Regions from separate parts of the Mus musculus genome. Here region 1 is linked to region 2. The links are chromatin contacts, called in public Hi-C maps. All regions are on one chromosome and are shown on one strand. Each heading gives the region's core, a stretch centred on a gene start, on an enhancer-like site or on the middle of the called end of the contact. The rest is flanking DNA. Distances are from core to core; before and after follow the strand shown.

Evidence for each region. Hi-C and Micro-C count contacts between places; a contact is called where the count stands out from the background.
Region 1: a contact with region 2 is called in a Hi-C map of cortical neurons. The contact joins the promoter of Tmem196 here to the enhancer-like site in region 2. A contact is called at or near these places in 7 of 39 promoter capture datasets (the 3T3-L1 cell line, 3T3-L1-derived adipocytes, frontonasal cranial neural crest and 4 more), 1 of 484 Hi-C or Micro-C datasets (cortical neurons), 5 of 115 datasets of contacts at active chromatin or transcription factors (astrocytes, embryonic forebrain, embryonic stem cells and 2 more) and 2 of 9 other capture datasets (embryonic stem cells and liver).

What each region holds. Positions count from the first base shown.
Region 1 is chr12:119,944,676-119,947,653 of GRCm38.p6, reverse strand. It overlaps Tmem196 (transmembrane protein 196), which reads right to left and starts at 1,527. Exons shown (of 5, transcript NM_001294154.2): 1 at 1,034-1,527. The coding sequence starts at 1,180.
Region 2 is chr12:119,462,660-119,465,978 of GRCm38.p6, reverse strand. Macc1 (metastasis associated in colon cancer 1) reads right to left here. Exons shown (of 4, transcript NM_001163136.1): 4 at 1-519. The coding sequence ends at 307. Among named protein-coding and RNA genes, the nearest start is that of Macc1, 21 kb to the right of the region's middle. Within about 2 kb of position 1,373, at least 35 of the 459 cell types and tissues checked have an H3K27ac peak or open chromatin away from gene starts, as enhancers often do. A contact at or near this core is called in cortical neurons and neural progenitor cells, where this site is marked.

The sequences.
Region 1 (2,978 bases), core at 278-2,777, 480 kb before region 2:
TATGCAGGAAATACAATCAAGTTAGAGACTCAGGTTGGCATGGCAGCTATGAGGAGCTAGGAGAGAGAGGGGAAAAGGAAGGAGGATCAACACACACACACACACACACACACACACACACACACACACTACACACACACACACACACACACACACACACACACACACACACACACACGAGAGAGAGAGAGAGAGAGAGAGAGAGAGAGAGAGAGCGCCTTTTCATTATCAGGTAGTTATTTTATTGATTTTGGTGGCTTCCTTGCAATTCTTCCTACATGAGCAAACAAAATGTTTGTTAGGTCTGCCCCTGACCTGAAACAAAACAAAACAAAACAACCCCCCCCCCAAAAAAAACCCAATATTGTTTTCTGAGTAGATAAGCACACTTTAAAGTGAGTTACTCTACCATTAGGATGGCATTACATTTCTTACTGCTGTTTGTTTAACTGGTGGCCTTGAACTTACAACAGAATATTCAGAAGTGAGTATGAGAAAGGTAGCAAGGCAAATTGAAAGCAGTGCTTTCTGAGACAATGCTCATCTTTCCTCAGACCTTTCAGAGGCTCAGCTCACTTTCCATTTTGGTCATATCACTGTTGCATCGGTGCACCTTGAGCATACTGCCCACATATAAACAGATAACTACCCCTTGCTTGCTCTTTGTACAATAAAATGATGTAACATTTTCAGTAAAAGACATAAACAAGTGAGTTTGCCCTTGTCAGGTGTAACCCTGTAAAGACTAACACTGGTCAGTCTTGCAGAATCCTCAAACTGACCCTCCTCCCCTCAAGTTTAAATAAAGCCATTCATTTTAGTTTTAAATCCAGTGAAGAGGAAAAAAGCTTCCCTAATACACAAAAAGACAATATAAACCAGCAGAGCTTGTCAATTGGAACCTACAGGCAGAGGAGTATTATAATATTGTTTTCCCAGGAGACAGTGACTAAGGCACGCACACACTGACCATCCCCGAAAAGAGGTAAAGAGAGAGTGAAATGGCTCAACGTACACACACCCCGCTCCATACCGGGGACGAGTCTCCGAGCTGCGGCGTGTGCTCTCGGAGAGCCAGGCTGAAGCTGACCGCCCCCACGGCCACGCTGGACACCCCCAGCCCTATCTCCAGCACAGAGAGCACCAAAAGGCTCCCAATGATCTGGCCGCTGGTGCACATTCTCCTTGGGTCATCATTCCTTCCAGCTCAGAGATGAAAGCTGATCATCTACCTTCTTTCTTCCAAAGTCCTCCTCAGCCCCTTCCGCCCCCTACCACAGTCCAGCTCCTCAAACTTTTCTTTCTTCACCAGCAAAACATTATCCACAAGGTCTGGATTTTCAGAACCAGAGAACCATTTCCGTGGGCCTGGCCAGAGAAGACAGCTAATCCAGCCCGTGGCGGGTTCACACAGGGACTGTTGAGCGATGGGTGGGAGTCCAGAAGCTTTTATTGAGGAGCCAGGCTCTGGAGAACGGACTCTGGATCGGAAGCCTTGCCAGTGTCGGAGGCGCAGTCCAGAGTTCTGCCGTGTCTCTGCTCTGCGCCCCCAGGAGCCTTCCGCACCTCTCTGGCTCCCTTCTTCCTGGCGGAGGAACCAAGCTTGATTTCCTAGTAATAAAGGGGAGCTGCTTACAACTCCTCTCCGCCTGTCCTCTCGCCTTCCCTCCTTTGTTTTCCTGTCTGCGCAAAGTGCTTCTGTGAGTCTCTAGGTCTCTAGGCAGAGCGGGTGGATGGTATTCAGCACCACGTTCCTAGCACTTGCTGTGTCGCCAGAAAAAGCGACCTTGTCTGATGGCCTCTTTCCGTCTGGATTTTTTTCCCCCGTTGTTGTCCTCTTCCTCCCCCCTCTCTTGAATCTGATTCTCTCTCATTGCTATGACCTCATTGGGGTTTAGGAGGCTAACGGAGGAGGGAGAATCCTGATGTATTTGTGGGTCTAGGACCAATACTCTTGGCTGACCTCTGATTCGCCCCGCCCCTGCACCCAACCTAAGTATCCTAAACTCGTTACTCCTCTACTCAATTCCTCTTGGGTTTCTGCCTCAGACAGGAGGGGTGGCTATGCCTGGTCCTTATATCAATATAGGCTCATTCTATGCAAAACTTTCCTCTACATGTACTTTTCTCTGGTTCAGGAGCAAAGGAAAACCAAGTGCACGGAAATAGAAAGAAGCCAGACCCCTGATTATACAAAGATTTGAGCGGACCCTCATTGGAGGACTCATTTATATCAGTGAGCCCAGACTGGAGCCTGCTCTTTAAGAGAGAGGGTCCATTCTGCTATCACTACTTTGTACCTTCTTATCCTAGAGGGAAGAAGCTGTCTGCTGGAGGCATATTTTCCTTGATAGCTACATACCTGAGAGGCATAGTCAGAAGCAGCTTACAGAGACCCTGTGTTGTTATCTCATTTCAGTTGAGATACATACACTTAAGTACTACACCAGAACAAGCATTACTTATAAACAGAGAAAAAGTCTGACCTAGTACAAAACTGATTTTGACCATCTTCAATTCTGAATCATTATGGCAGGGACTCAAGCGTGGGCTGTGTGATTTTGTTGCTCTTTCTGGTGAATTTTGGGAGCCTAGATATAGTGGAATTGCTTATATTTTACTGATCCCCCCCCCCCCCCCAGGAAACATCTCAAGGTGTTCTACTGAAAATTTTCTGGATGAGTTCTGAGTTATGGATTCATCAACCATCTTTCTCAAGAACTTATTCTTCAGTTAGAGATGCGTTGAAGGGAAATATAGACAAAGGGGACCACAATATGAGGGCATCTTTGCCTCTGCCCACATGCAGACAAATACACAGTAAGCTCCTTTGGGATTACATGACGCATTTTTTATTTTCAAGAACCAATGTGAGGAAACAGAAGCCCTAATTCTGCCCCAGGAGTGTCAGTTTTACCTTTATATATTTGATTCAGAACATGCTTCATAGCTTAACTTCTACACTCTCATTTCTTTTT
Region 2 (3,319 bases), core at 124-2,623:
ATTACTTAAGAGAGGAACATGTTTTGTTTCTCAGTATGCATTTTTATTATTTGTCCTCTTTACTGCTCTGCTATGTGGTATGGTTTTGCAAAAATTAAAAACCGATTTTTTTAAGGCATTAAACTGACTTTACACTAGCCTCATGGGTAGTCTTCTACCTTTGATTTCTGCACTTAATTTTCCAAATGTAAGACATCTTTGAGTTCATCCTCCTTTATTTCTCTCTCCCTCTCCTTCTCCCTCCCCCCTCTCACACACACCCCTTTCCCCCTTACCATTCTCTTTGTTCCCTAAATTTGTTTCATTCTATATTTCCTGAGAAGTAGAGAAAGCAGTCACTCTCAGAATCTCTAAAGAATTTATAAGTATTAAAGTTCCAGTTAAATCTCTCCACCGTTTAGTGACAGGGTTTTTCATTCTGTCCAAAGCTGATTGAAGATCTTGTAACACATCTCTGTAGCTATTTCCATAGTGAAAACTCCATGCATAGAGAAAATCATAGGCAGGTTTCCACATCATCTATAAAGAAAAGAAAATATAATTAAGTGAATAACAGACAAGTAGCAAGAAAGAGAGACAGAGAGACAGACAGACAGAGAGGGAGAGGGAGACAGAAACAGAAAGACAGAGACAGAGAATTTCTTAATACTTAAAATAAAATGGAATGCCTATTATGTGAACCTTGGATGTAAAAAATATAACCATTTTATATATCCCTATGTTTCTTAAACTAGGTTGTTTTTTTAATATAATGACTGTGTCAAATCTTTTTTTTTATGTACTAACTACTGTACATGTTAATATAAAATTCCTTGCATGAAAATTTTATTATGTATATGTTCAGTGTGTTTGTGTGGTCGTGGTGGTGAATGCATGCCACAAATGCATGTGCAAGTCAGAGGATAATTTGCTGGAGCCAGTTCTCTTCTACCATGTGAGAAAAGGGGATCAAACTCAGTTGTCAGCTTCATGACAAACCTTTACCTACCAAACCATCCTATCAACACCATATTTTTTAATAATAATGAATACAATTGAATAAATTTTTAATGCTCTGACTTTTAAGGTTAAGGTTTGTTACATATATTTAATTGTATTGTGTTTAATGGTATTACATATCATGACAATGTGCTATCAAATATGCTTTGCACTTTTAATTCATTCTATTTCAGCAAATCTATACATAGACAAAACTGTAGCTTGATGATCAAATTAAAATAAAAACAAAATTATAGTTCATAACCTTGAAAACTTACTTTCATGGTACATTTATGATCCAAAGAAAGACCAACATTCTATGTTTCTTTACTTTGCTTCCCCTGAGCACCTGCCCACACCAATGACATCACTGTTTCCATAGAAATAAATGCACGTCAAAGGAAAGCTTCACATACAAGCACATAGTGATGGTTACCAAGGCAACAGGCTCAGAGGGAATGAAGACAAAGGCAAACCAAATAAGACAAATGGGAGAATACAGACATATACAGAGGTTAACATGGATTTATTTTAAGAAAATAACAAGCCATACACATATAATTAGAACATTTGGAATGTAAACATTGGTACTCACTACTTATTTGCATCATCAAATTGGCTTATTTGTAATTCTACCACTTGTAAAATGTTAAAGTGCCAACTTTGAGTTAAATATTGCATAGGATTGCTTTCTTAAAATGTTACCTCCACTAACATCAATATTCCATGTAATTGGATACAATTTTTCACTTGCCTTCACTATCACCCATACAATCTATAATTGGAATGGAAAGAATAAATCTCTACAAAATACCATTATGCTTTGTTCCAGTCCACATAAAAAAGGCTCAAAGGGTTAATATGATGTTATTTTTTTAAATTGATATTTCTGTGAAGACTTGAACACCCATCCCCTCACCTCTCTTGCAAACGTTAATTCTGAAAAATAGAGAAGGAAGTGTAATTACCAAAGTCATGTCATAGTAAGGTATAATATAAAGAAACAGAAGTCACCTTGGAGTAGTGGTTTTCTATGTGTGGGTCACTACCCCCAAAGATCACCCAAAACACTGATTTACATTATGAGTCTTAGCAGAAACAAAACTACAGTTATGAAGTAATGATAAAATAATTTTATGCTTTGCTATCACCACAACATGAGGAACTGTATTAAAGGGCTGCAGCATTAGAAAGATTGAAAACCACTACCATAGAGTTTTGCATAAAAGTTTACCCTTACTAATCCTGCTTATGGGAATTTGTATTTTCTGCCACTTAAATAAGACCAATGCAGTATCCCCTTTTCTTAAAGTTTTTTGTTGAACACAAACTATGTGCACTACTCTTACTAGTATTAGTTCATTAGCTGGGCAGTGGTGGTGCATGCCTTTAATCCCAGCATTTGAGAGACAGAGGCAGGCAGATTTCTGAGTTCAAGGCCAGCCTGGTCTACAGAGTGAGTTCCAGAACAGCCAGAGCTATTCAGAGAAACCCTGTCTCAAAAAACAAAACAAAACAACAAAAAAAAAAAAAAAGAAAGAAAGAAAAAAAGAAAAAGAAAGACAAATTAAGCCATATTAATAGAAGCTTCTGTCAGGCTCTATCTTAACTGTCACTGCTTAGATGAGAGATGTACTAAGCAGGTGACTAATCTCTGTGGACATATCTTGTCTATACATGCTCTGAATTTATATTCTACATTGAATTCACTCATTCACTAATACTGAATTAGCTGGGATAATACTTTTCAATTTTTCATGTATTGTTTATTCATATTTAATGGCCTCTCAGACTGTTCTAAGTCCCTTTGTGGCTGAGTTAAAGAAATGTATTTGGAAATATTTACAACAGGCAGTAGCTGGCAGCGCTGAGTAATAGGTGATGGCACAGAATAGCATAGAACACTACAGAAAGCAGGTATCTGTTGGGAATTTCCAGTGAGTAGTTTTGACATTATTTACTATGATGCACAAACAAGTGCCTTTATACTCATGGGTCATTATACAACCCCACTGACTTTCTGAAGCAGGCAAGCCTTGCCTACTTTGTCTTTGTCCACAACAATATATTAGTATATACAAAGAAGCCTTGAGGTACATATGAATTGACACATAAATTAGATATAACATAAATTAGAACCTACATCTCTCCATACATTTGTACAGAGTACTACATAACCCCCTCACATTAGCTAGTTTGCACAGAGCACAGAATAGGGCATCCAGGCCTAGAAATTCAGAGAAACATGGATTGATTATTGAGGTCTGATCTCTGTACTTACTCTGTAAGTCTTTTGAAAGTACAAATAAAGCACCCAGGAATACCGAAATTAATCAGAAAT